Linked DNA regions of Mus musculus: regions 1, 3 and 4 are each linked to region 2. Evidence: chromatin contacts called from public HiCAR-type, HiChIP or PLAC-seq and Micro-C data. All regions are on one chromosome and are shown on one strand. The core of a region is the stretch at or near the end of the contact, and the rest is flanking DNA. Distances in the headings are between cores, read along the strand shown. Region 1 holds the start of Alk (anaplastic lymphoma kinase). Region 2 holds the start of Lpin2 (lipin 2). Region 3 holds the start of Akain1 (A kinase (PRKA) anchor inhibitor 1). Region 4 holds the start of Zbtb14 (zinc finger and BTB domain containing 14).

Region 1 (2,856 bases), core at 241-2,740, 1.4 Mb after region 2:
CTGGAAAACTTTTCTCCCAACTTGGTTGCTAGAGAGAGAGAGAGAAGGTTCTATTGGGAAGTTACTATGTTTAAGCACATAAAAAGAAACCACGGGTCTAAGTTCAAGTACGATGAAAAGGGGGCTAGAAGAATAAGAGTTAGTTAGCAGTGTCTACATGTCGTATAACTAAAAATGCAAATCCCAACACACTCTAGTGGGAGCTGCTCACCCGTCCCGAAGATCTGGAAGAGAAGGCGGGGCTGGGAGGCTCGGATCGCACTGGATAGCCTTCCCTCCCTGCCCACTTCCGATGCCTTCTTCTCAGGCATCAGGCGGATCCTCAGCCTCCCTTCGCCGTGGAGAATCCACCAGCTGAACAGCTCGCTGAGGTTGAACTGGAGTATCCCCACAGCCGCTACCTCCTCTGGGGGACCAATACAGCCTTCAAGAATCGTCTCCTCGCCCAGCTCCAGCACCAGCTGTTTGGCACGCCTGAGCTTGCGCACCGAGCCTCCCTTCAGCACCCTGGACAGCGTCGGACCCGCCTCGGGACTAGGAGAACTGGCTCCATCTGCCCAGGAGATTCCAGGCAGTGGCCCCAGCAGCCTGAGCAGAGGCTCACAATCCAGGGCCAGTGATCCCCGCGCCTCCAGCCCGCCAGCCTCGGGCTCCGAGGGGGACCGTGGCTGCGGTAGCAGCAGGTCTCGGGCATAGACGCGGAAGAGCGAGGGTACAACGAAGTCCACTGCCAGACTCTTCCTCTGCAGGCGCGAATAACTGAGCGGCTCCCGGGGCTGCAGAGGAGGCCCTGAGGCTGGGGAACCCGCGCGCTGATCGGTTGCAGCTCCGGAGTACGAGGCTGCTGCCAAAAGCAGTGGAGGCAGCAGCCACAGGAACCCAGCAGCTCCCATCCCGCTGGAGGGCGAGTTTACACTAGTCTCCCTTCCCTTGCTGGTCCAGCCTCGCCCTTCACTCTCCCCCAAACAGGAAAGGGCTCCAAATAGTCCTTGGTCCTGAATGGCTCCTTCCACTAGATCTCAGGGACTGTGTGTACACTATAGAGCGCCCTTGCTTTTCCCAAGCTACAAGGAGGCGAGAAGGGTTCTCAGCAAAACGGAAGACAAAGTCAGGGGGTAGTTCGGAGACAGTGAGACACCCTGGGCTCAACAGCTGGATCCTGCGCCTCTCGCCGTGCTGCGCCCCATTTGTAGAGGCCTTTGCTCAGGGACCAGGGAGGTGGCAATTAGGTACCGTTCAAGGAGCCCTCGGCGACCAGAGCTCTCCTCTTAGCTTCCAATCTTCTGCAACTTTCCAGGCTGTGAACCGTGGCTCCGAGTCGGTCACTGTCTTGCCCACGTCCTCCGCTCCTGTCACCTCCTCTGCGCTCCTTCCCAGGTCTAGGCAAGGACCACCGGAGGGGGCTGCTTTCTAGCGCCCCCTCAAGTGACCTCCGCTGCAGGAAGTCTTCGGATCGATCACCCTGCCCGCTGAACTTCTGGGCGTGAACACGAGCTCTGCGTTGCGGAGAGGAGGCTCCCGCTGCCTCCACGCGCGCAAGTTTGCAGCGTCCTTGCCGTCACCGACGTCTTGGTTCCTCGGAGTTCACTCCCAAGCACCCGGGCGGCCCTGGCCGCTGGCGACTAGTGAAAACATTCCGGGCAGAGGAGCCCGCAATGTAGCCAGCCCCCTCCTCACCTACCAGCAGCGCCCGCGGTTTTGTTGACTGGCCAGGGGGCGAACGGAAAACGTCTTACTGCCCCCCCGAGAACCGCTGGACAGAAGCAGCGGGAGGTGCCAGTTGCCACCGCTGCTGCCGCCCCCAGAGCCGCTGGATCGCATCTGCCTGGGCGCCCGCCACTTGCAGCTGGCAGTGCCGCGAGCGCGCGCCGAAGGGGGGCGGGGCCTCCGCGAGGGGCGGGGCTCTAGAGCGAACTCAGCGCAGCCGCCCAGCCCACGCAGCCGGCCCCGCCCCCTTCCAAGCCCGCCGGCCAATGCCGCTGCGAGATCTGCTCCTATGCAAATCTGCAGAGGCCTCAGTATTCATTGAGAAAAGCACCAAGCCCGCCCCGCCTCCCGCTGCTGGTGCCTGTTCCTTCCTCCAGATTGCCTGCCCTATTTCTCCGCTGTGCGAACAAGAGAGTATTTTGGATAAATGGGAAAACTGGAAGCGATCGTTGCAACCAAACACTCTGTCTAATTATACATTTAACAGATTAAATGTGTCCGACTTCAGAGGAGCAGGTTCCGGAATAAATCTGGAGGCAAAGAAAAACCAGAAGGAGGCAGGGGTAGCGAGGCCCTGCAAGATTCAAGAGCCTTGGAGCCTTGAAAGGGAACCTTCTCCAACACTCCTGTTATTTGAAAGCATTCCTGAGAGCCTGAGTTGTTCTTCTTCGGCTTTAGCCGCAACAAATGCTGTCAGACCTGTCAGCCACTTGGTTTTCTCATAATGGTGTCTGCACAGGTTTCCAGACAGAAACTGGGGATGAAACTCAGAGCCTTCTATAAGACAAGCGAACGCTCTGCCGCTGAGCAACCACCCCACCACGACACTATTTGTTTATTCACTTTTTTTATTTTGGCCTTTTTTGAAATACGACCTCGTTTTTGTAGCCCAGGCTGGGCTTGAACTCACTACACTGCCTAGACTGACTAGGAACTCTTGGAAATCCTGTTCCGGCTTTTCAAGTGCTGGGATTTGGGATTACAAGCATAAACCACCACACATGAGACGGATATTTTTAATTCCAGTTCTGGATCATTTGCTCATGTGAGACTTCCAAGCCCACCCTCCAGTCCTCTTGACTGCTACTTTGCCCTAGCGGTCCATGAGTAGCAGGCCAGAGGCTATGGATATGACTCTGTGGAAGAAGG
Region 2 (2,878 bases), core at 17-2,516:
CTCTGGGCAGTGAAGCAGATGGGAGTTGGGTGTGCCCCAACTTTACAGGTATCAGCTGGGGGAAGTCGAGGAACAGTCAACAAATATTTAATTAGTTCCTCTTCTGCCTCAGTAGTAGCATGAAGCAGGCAGCCACTAGAGAATGAGGAAAATACTATAAACATGAACCAATCCTTCTGAGTAAGGTGTCAAAGCCCAGAGGGGGCGGTGACAGAGGAAGGGCGGGTTGTCTGCTGCTTTCTGCATGATGAGAGGAAGGAAGCGTGAGAATATTTCCCTCCCAAGGTAGGAGGTAATGAAACTATCCCGAGAGAAACAGGAAAAGTCAAGAATGAGAAGCTAGAGAACAAACAGTAACAGCGTGTTCTACAGTCTGGGCTGCAAGCTACATTGGGCTCCCAATGGGAATGAAGGTGTAGCTGTTCCCAGTGCATTGACTTGGGGATTGAGGACTGGGTTCTCTGGGTTTAATTGCACTTCCCCACAGCGGAGGAGTAGTATTTCTCGAGCATTTACGGGAAACTTTCAACCTTGAAAACATTTCTTTCACTGGTAGATCAGATGAAGAGCCACGCTGAAGTGAAAAATCCCAGTAGGTTTGGGTGTCTCTGTGGACCTTGGTAACTACTGAGGCAATCTGGTTGAATTCCACACGGCGGTACTTAGGCAGGGAAACGAAAGGTTTCCCGGGTCCCAGCACAGACTATGCTCACCGCGCTTCATTGTTGCAAAGAAACTGCTGTGCCCAGGCCCATACCGGAGAGAGTTTGTATAAATGCATGGCTCAGCGGCCGGAAGACTGTGTCACACTGTTCATGCTCGCGGTGAGCACGAAGAAATTAACAAGCATTTAGAAGTGATGCCATGGCCTTCCATCGAAAGAACCAGCTGCAGATATACAAGACGAAAAACAGCCGCCGTCACTAACACTCGCAGCTGCAGCCGTTAAAGTGCACTTTTTAAGTAGGCGGTGTTATCACCGAGCTCCAAGGGTAAATAAGGAAAGATACGGGTTCTGCAGTGATCCCATGATGGTGCACTCGCGTTACGCGGGGACACCATTATGCAGCAGACCGTTTGCACTCTTTTTTGGTAGCTGGACTCTGAAGCCCGACGCAGCGCCGCAAGGTTGCCATGGGGACCGGAGGAAACTTTTTTTTAAAGCGCCCTTCTGAGGCCGGCGCCGGCGTCGAGCTGCTCTCTCCCCGGAGGGGCCCAGGGCTCCAGGCGCGCGGCCGGCGGGGGCGGAGCTCGCGTCACGTGGCCGGGCCGGGGCGGGGCGTGCGCGCAGTCTACCGCCAGCTCGGCCGCCGCCGCCGCTGCTGCCGCCGCCGCGTCCCATTCATGAGGCCCGGCGGGCTCCGCTGTAGCCCGCGGCTTCGGAGGCGGCGGCCCCGCCCCCTGCTCCCCCGCTTCTTGGGGCATCCCTGCGGGGCTGCACAACAGTCCGCCGAGTGAGAGCCGCGCGCGGTGCCGCAGGTAAGCGGGCCGGAGACAGCGCCGGGGCTTCCCGGGGGGCCGCGTCCCCGCTCGCGGCCTCGCCTCGCGTGGGCCACGTAGCCGCGGCCGCGCCGCCTGAGGACGCGCGGGCGTCTGCGGAGACCCTCACGTCGGCAGCGGTCCTCCGAGCCGCGGGCGGCGCGCCCGGGGACCGCAGCCCCGGGCCTGGGGGAGGGGAGCGGACGCCGGCGCGCGGTCGCGGTCATCCCCCGGCCGGGACTGGCGAGGTGCAGTTATTCCCTCAGGCCGTTGGCTTGCCCGCCGCCGCCGTCGCCGTCGCCGCCGCCTCCTGCAGGCCGCGGACCTGGTTTAGATGTGAGTAGCCTGTTGCCGGCGACCCCCGGGGCCCTGGAAGGTTCTGTCGGCTGTGGGAACCGGAGCTCTGAGGCCCAGTTTTGAGCGCCGCGGATCCACCCCAGCCTAAGAAAATTATTTTCATTCAAATTTAGGATGGCGTTTCGGAGCCATAATTATGCAGAACAAGACTAGGAAGATCGCCCTCGCTTTCAGAAAGTACTGGAACGCAGGATACTTGGAGAGGCACTGAGGGATTACTGAACAAGCGGCCACACACTTATTTTAATGCATCTTTGAGACTTAAAAAAAAATTAAAAATGGAAACTGAGGCTCTTGCATGGCGCTGAAGCTCATTTGCCCAGCAGTAGGGATGCTGGTTAAGTTGGTACCGAACCTCGCCTCACTAATTTAAAACGTTATGATAACACAAGTTGAATTTTGAAATCTATTTTGGGATCATTTGCCGGTTAGTGTCTGTGTTGATCCGACATTGATTGCTTTCACTGGCTTAAAACTACGAATCGTGGCAGGTATTGCTAGACTGGGTTAGCAACCCAGCCAGCCACCAAGTGTGGGAGGAAACAGGTGTTTTAGCCCTCGTTGGGCTGCCCTGCCCGGTGTGCCCTCTCACATTGCCCGTGGGTAGCCTCCTACGGGCTTCCTCCTAGTTAAATGTGTTCTTGATTGTGGTTTATCGGCCCCAGCGATCTTCAAGTTCGAGGTAGTAGCAGAATAGCTGTAGCATGCTAGAAATGAAATGGCTGGGTCTACTTTCGCGTTTGTGGCAAAATTGAGATTCGGCAGAGCAGCTGTATGCTTAAGAGGCTCTGGAAATGGGAGCATTTGAAAACCCTTGAACGCCAAGTGCAGTTAAGCAGATAAAGGGATAAAGGTCGGAGCTTTGTTTCTTGAATGGCTGTATGCTTGTTCTCCTTGCTTAGCCTTGTGCGTTTTGGTTTACTGACTGGACTATCCCCTGCACTGGGCACAGGATCCCCGCAGGCAAGACTCCAATAGCTGTTTATTACTAAGCACAGAGGCTGGCTTTTAGAAGAGCTTTGGTTGGGGCTTCTTGAGTGAA
Region 3 (2,910 bases), core at 275-2,774, 1.7 Mb before region 2:
CAGATGTTCTTAACACGATATTTTCCTGTGGATATTTGTTTATGCATTCGGTGAGTAAAGGCCATGAACACACAAAGTTGTAAAAAATTAAGGGTGGTGGAGGGGTGTTTATTTAAAGCAGTCGGCAGTCATTCAAGCAAATCTCAAATAGTGCTTCATGTGTCCCACGGTGCTGAAACTAGAGGGGCAGATAGTTTTTGTTCCCAAGGGTTTGGGTGTATCTTGGGCATATGAGAGGACTCCACCCCTTTGTGCATGGGTATTTTTCCTACCCATTGGCTGATTTGCATCGTGCTGAGGCAGGCCCCATCTGTTTCATCTCCTATGACACCAGGTGCTAAGAGCATTTGTGACTGTGTTGTGTTGAAGCTGCCCAGATGCCTCCATGATAACCGTAGTTCAAGATTTGTGAAACTATTTACATTTTCAACCTATTATGGCTTTGAACAAACTCGGTGCCAGCCTGGCTATTTAAATGCCTATGTTTGCCAAAACAGGGTAGAGCTTAAGGCTTTTAATCAAATTGTTAGTACTGTGCTTTTAGAACAGCGCTATTATTTCCAGGAAAAGGTGAAGAATGCCCAAAAACTCTGATTGCCTTTGGTTTTGGACAACCCCATTCAACTACAGAGATGGAGGATAAAAGCCAAGGCAAGGGGATCCTTATGTGGTTTTTGACTCTGTCACTGAAACCCACACGCGCGTGTTGCAAGCTGGTGGCATCTAATGAGCGTTGCCTACACCGCACCAACATTAATCAGGGAACAGATATCTTCAAGTGAACTACGGGTTAGGAGCCTGCAGTGAGCATCCAGCAAGTCCTTGTTCAGGGTGGAACCAACTGTAAAGGGCGCAGATACCAACTGAACCAGATCTGGGCAAGCTCTTAAGTATGTAATCAATGTCAGAGATGTTTTTCCTCATCCGTGCAGAAGTTGGAGTTTGTCCGAGACATGTCTCATCTGTACTTTTTTTTGCAGTGACTAACACCGTTTCCTCTCAGGCTATGACCTTGAGAACCTGCAAATGTGGGAGTTGACCCAGTGGTCACGGGGAACAGGACCCGCGAGCAGCGCCCTTGTCATGCATGCATTGCAAGGTCATCCTGTTTTTCTCTTTTAGCTCTCTTGCTGACATTGAGAGGCCTGGGGCAGCCAGAGAAGTCGTGAACAGCAAAGACGGGTTAACTTGGTGGTTCCTCCCTCTGTTCAGAGACAGCCACACTCCAAGAACTCAGCCTCTGGAGTAAAGTCTAGTGCGATGTGGGGAAAGGGACAAACTCATCTTAAATGTCAGCCCGGCATCCCTGGGGGTGAGTGACAGCAGGTAGTTAGAAGCAATTAGTTGTGCGCCTGCCGGGAAACCGGGCAATTACCTTTCTGTCTGGCTTCCCCTTCCGTCCTTCCTGCTTCGGTGGAAGCGGTAGAAGCGCCCTGCTCCTTCGGCGGTGAATCGCCAAGCTGGCGCGGGGACCGAGGAGGAGCTGAGCCGGGTTGCCTCTCCTCCTCCCGCCGGCGGAGCGGTGCATTGTGGAGGCAGCGCGCGCCCAGCGCTGAGCCGCGGCCCGGGACCGCGCGCAGGGAGCTGTCCGAGGTGCTGACCGTCCCGCCCGCACCCTGCGCGCCCGTCTGCTCCCGGCCCCGCGGTTCCCCGGTCCCCCGTCGGCTCCCGCCCTCTGTCTGTCCACCTCTAGAAACCCAAGGGTGTAGCGGCTGAAGGAAGTCATGGTGTTCGCTCCAGGTACTCTTTTATCTTCTTTTTCCGCAGACGTCCAGGCGGGGAGCGGGGCGGGAGGCGAACGCACCCGGAGGGAAGGCCTTTAAGACGACGGGGGTCCCTATGCGTGCTTTGGAGTTGCAGTGGCCCGGGGGGTGGAGACCGCCGGGTCGCCCCTCTCCCACACCCGCCTCATCTGCAACCCCAACCTTTCCGTCTCACAGTCCCGCCTGAATCCCGGCACCCGGAGTGAGCACCGACACCTTGGCAAGTGGCCCACTCGCCAGCATCGGACCTGCGCGGGTGTGCGGGCGGGGAGTGGGGAGAAGGATACAGGGCTTGGGGCTCCTTCTGTGGGAGTCTCTGTCGCCGCCTCTCCTCCCCTTCCTTAGAAGTGGCAAAGTGCCCTGCTTCCTTCCTCCGGGCCTCCAGAGGAGGTCGAAGGCAGGGGAGCGGGGCGAGGGGAAGAGGAGCGCTAGCCCTATGGATTTGGATCTGAAACTCTGTCGGGACTGCAGCAGGAGAGAGGCTACTGCGGCGCCGCGGGCGCTTGCAGCGTCTTCTGCTGGCAGGTGGCGAAGGACCTTCGTCCTTTTGCTGCGATTGGAGGCTACAAGTTGAAGAGTCAAATTTATCTGAGGTTGGCGGGTTTATCAGTCTCTCTCCTCTCTCTCTCTCTCTCTCCCTCTCCCCCCCCTCTCTCTCTCTCTTTCTCTCTCTCTCTCTCTCTCTCTCTCTCTGTGCACGCGCACGCGCGTTCAGGTGCTTCTGCTAGGGCCTCGACCTAGGTGTGTGTGTGTGTGTGTGTGTGTGTGTGTGTGTGTGTGTGGTGGGCTGAATGAAGCGTGGACCCGTTTATAGTTAACATTTCTACGTCCAAAGTTTCTCTCTCTCTCTCTCTCTCTCTGGTTTTTCTCTTTCATCTTTCTAACCTTCTTTTTCAGTTTGCCTGCCCTGACTCCCTCTCGCAGTTCCCCTTCTTGTTTTTGTTTGTTTTGGCTGTACTTCTTTTTAGGGGCAGTGTACAGCAGGTAGTAGGAAACACATAGCATCACTCTGTCAGCTTTGGGGGTCTTTAATTTGAGAAACAGGTTTGAAAATGTCCTGGGCAGGGGAACAGACATTGGAGAAGAAAAAGAAAGCATTTCTAAAAGGAAAGAATTGGGTCTGGTTTTTACATTTTTTCACTGAAAG
Region 4 (2,724 bases), core at 202-2,701, 1.8 Mb before region 2:
AGCAGTTTGTCCAGGGTGACCGGAATTTCCCCTTATACTCCAAATCAAAAATGGCACTTCATTTGCTCTGCAAATGCCTGCTCCCCATAAACAATGCCTCAGTGGCACGAACCAAGCCATGAGCCTGGATATTCGGTCGAGACGGTACAGGGGAGACAGACGGTGCACCGGGACACCTGCCCAAAAGCCAGGCCGAGCTCAGCGCCCGAACCGTGCGCGCCCAGGGGCAGACATGGCCCACGCACATGCACACGCACACGCACGGGAGCGCAGGCTCCCCGCGTTCCCGACGCAGTGCCGAGGCCGGGCGCCGGCGGGAGCCCTGGAGTCGGGAGCTCCAGGAGGGGGCGGGTGCTCGAGAAAGGAGCTCGTGCATTCGCTCCCCTGGCCGGCAGAAGCCCCGCCCCGACCCCGCCCACCCCCTTCTCCCGCGCGCGGGCTCCGCGCGCCCCTTGCCGCGCGCGTGCGCGCGCGTGCGCAGGCCAGGGCTCTCCGCGGGCGGCCCCGTAGACCCAGGGAAAGCAACCACCCGTCAGGTCCCAGATTAACCCTTTCCTCGCTCGCTCACGAGGGAGGCCCCAGCCAGTTCCGTGCCTGCGCAAGCGGCGGCGCGCCTTCTCTCCCCCCCACTACCCCGGAGCCCGCACCGCGCATGCACGGGGAGGGGGGTGGTGGGGGTGTTCGCGGCGGGTTGGCTAGTGTGTGCTCGTGCAGGAGGAGGGCTGCCACCACCAGGGACGTGCACGATTCCCCCCCTACCCCACCCCCTCCCCAAACTCAGAAAAAAAAAAATTAAAAAAAAATCCAAAACACTGCCACCCACCGTGCCCCCGCGTCCATCCCGTCCCTGGCTTGCGCGCTGCCGAGCGAGGGAGCCCACAGCGACAGCGAGCGTCTGTAGCGGTGCCAAGCTGCAGGTAAGCGCGGGCCGGGTGCTGGAAGGGCCGGGGACGGGCGCGGGGACGCGGGGGCAGCCGGCGGCGGGCGCGGCCGGGGCGGCTGCGAGGAGGCGCGTTCCCGCCGAGCTCCGGGGCAGCAGCCAGCTGCAGGATGTGGCGGCGCAGCGCGGTGCGAGCGGGATCGGGGCGTGGGCCGCGGTTGGGCGTGGGGGGCCGGGCGTCCCCGGTGGCTGCGCAGGCCAGCGAGCGGGTGGGGAAGAGGCCAGGCGGCGGCCCCGCGCGCGCGCTCTCTCTCCGCGGCCGAGTTCATGGCCGCCTGGCTCTCCGCGCCGCAGTGCACCGCGGTGGGGGTGGGGACGGCCGAGCCGGGCCCGAGCGCGGCCCGCGGGGCGCCGCCCCTCGCAGCTGTGGTTTCCCCCGGAGCCGACGGGACCCCCCGCGCACGCTCCCCCGCCTGCGTCCGCCGAGCTCCGGGGAGCCGGCCGCGCGCCGCCCCCGCCCTTGGCCGCGGGAGGGCGCGGGAGGACCAGACGCGCAGGCCGCGGAGTGCGCGGGGCGCGAGCTCGGGGCTCGCGGGCGGAGCAGGGCGCGGCGCGGCGCGGGGCTGCGGAACCGGCCGCATGCCCGCTCCCGAGCTCGTCGCGCCGCCGGGGCTGCTGCGGGCCAAGGAAGAGAGCCTCGCGCCCGCGCCGCGACCTGGAGAAGTGGAGGATGGTGGAAGGGAAGGTGGCCCGTCGCTGGCGGGCACAGCTCAGGGGAGCTTTTGTTTAGGAGAGAATGCTGAGGGCTCGCTGCATCCGGCGGCTCATTGGCTGCGAAATGCGAATGTGGGCTCCCCACGCGCGGACTGCGCCCCATGTCTTTCGCGGGGCCCCGGATTCCCCACTCCCAAGTTGTGCGGTCGCAACAGGGAAGTGGTGTGGCCGCCATTGTCGCAGCTGCTCCGGAATAAGGAGGCGGCTGCGGCTGCTTATGTAAGTTTGCTTTGGGAAAGCCTGGCTCTGTGCTCGGTGAGGACGCCTTAACGCTCCCGCGATTTGGGGAGCTGCTAGCAAGGAGCTGCTTTATAGTATTATAGGTGTTGGGCTATGTCTTGTCCTACACCTACTTACACACATACTGGCAATGGTTATCTTCAGGTTTGACTCATTTGAACTTAGCAATGGGAACATCTCTATAGGGGGAAAAAAAAACCGAGCCGATTGCCCTGTGACCTCCTTTGAAAAAGAATTACACACTCACCAGAATCGAGAAGGCGTACGCACGCTGATATGTTGCCATAGCTACCATAGGGCCACTCTTCTCCCAAGTCCATGACCTCAGAAGTGCCACGGAGGGAATTTCTGCAGGGAATGCCTTCCCTTAGGCTGACTGCCGGCCCAGGGTGCATCTAGAACCCAGGAAGGCTGAGGTGAAGACTGGAGGGAGCATCCTTAGAAACTATCTTACCAGCCCTCACTCCGTGCACATGGGAAAGCCTGCTAACTCAGAGCCCTGTGATTCCTATAGTATGAACTTGTTATGGGTTCTCAGGATGTCGACCCTTTGGTGGAATCTCGGACAAAGTCATTGTGTAGGACTGTATTGTAACACGGCCACCTGCTTCTACTGCACTTGTGGGATTGGTGGTCAGTAGAGGAAATTTTTGTTCTTCAAAGCCTGTTGGGCTGCAGGATGTGGAGTTCTTTGGGTGAGAGTTAAGAACGAAAGAAAATTCTTTGAACCTGCATCCGGGGATGGAGGGAGAAAAATGTAAGATTTCTCCATGGCAGTCTTGGAGACAAGTTTGTAATTGTGTAGTAGACAAAGTGGCATGCTTATTTCT

What was found. A called contact is a pair of places that touch in the nucleus more often than the background predicts. HiCAR-type assays count read pairs that join an accessible place to other places. HiChIP or PLAC-seq counts read pairs in DNA pulled down with a chosen protein or histone mark.
Region 1: a contact with region 2 is called in an H3K4me3 HiChIP or PLAC-seq map of embryonic stem cells, with 6 times the contacts expected there. The contact joins the promoter of Alk here to the promoter of Lpin2 in region 2. A contact is called at or near these places in 2 of 115 datasets of contacts at active chromatin or transcription factors (astrocytes and embryonic stem cells).
Region 3: a HiCAR-type map of astrocytes shows a contact between it and region 2, with 3 times the contacts expected there. The contact joins the promoter of Akain1 here to the promoter of Lpin2 in region 2. A contact is called at or near these places in 3 of 39 promoter capture datasets (embryonic stem cells, hippocampal neurons and pre-B cells) and 1 of 115 datasets of contacts at active chromatin or transcription factors (astrocytes).
Region 4: a Micro-C map of embryonic stem cells shows a contact between it and region 2, with 13 times the contacts expected there. The contact joins the promoter of Zbtb14 here to the promoter of Lpin2 in region 2. A contact is called at or near these places in 4 of 39 promoter capture datasets (hippocampal neurons, liver, pre-B cells and 1 more), 2 of 484 Hi-C or Micro-C datasets (both in embryonic stem cells) and 2 of 115 datasets of contacts at active chromatin or transcription factors (astrocytes and stem cell-derived neural progenitor cells).

The regions. Positions count from the first base shown.
Region 1 is chr17:72,602,817-72,605,672 of GRCm38.p6, forward strand. Alk (anaplastic lymphoma kinase) reads right to left here and starts at 1,491. Exons shown (of 29, transcript NM_007439.2): 1 at 212-1,491. The coding sequence starts at 893.
Region 2 is chr17:71,182,266-71,185,143 of GRCm38.p6, forward strand. It overlaps Lpin2 (lipin 2), which reads left to right and starts at 1,267. Exons shown (of 20, transcript NM_001357791.1): 1 at 1,267-1,479.
Region 3 is chr17:69,437,802-69,440,711 of GRCm38.p6, forward strand. Akain1 (A kinase (PRKA) anchor inhibitor 1) reads left to right here and starts at 1,525. Exons shown (of 2, transcript NM_001145192.1): 1 at 1,525-1,740. The coding sequence starts at 1,725. It overlaps A930029G22Rik (a long non-coding RNA gene), which reads right to left and starts at 2,439. Exons shown (of 2, transcript XR_003952217.1): 1 at 1,376-2,439.
Region 4 is chr17:69,382,353-69,385,076 of GRCm38.p6, forward strand. It overlaps Zbtb14 (zinc finger and BTB domain containing 14), which reads left to right and starts at 1,452. Exons shown (of 3, transcript NM_009547.3): 1 at 1,452-1,873. It overlaps Gm49894 (transcription initiation factor TFIID subunit 4-like), which reads right to left and starts at 1,829. Exons shown (of 3, transcript XM_030250167.1): 1 at 1,748-1,829; 2 at 824-1,659. The coding sequence starts at 1,829.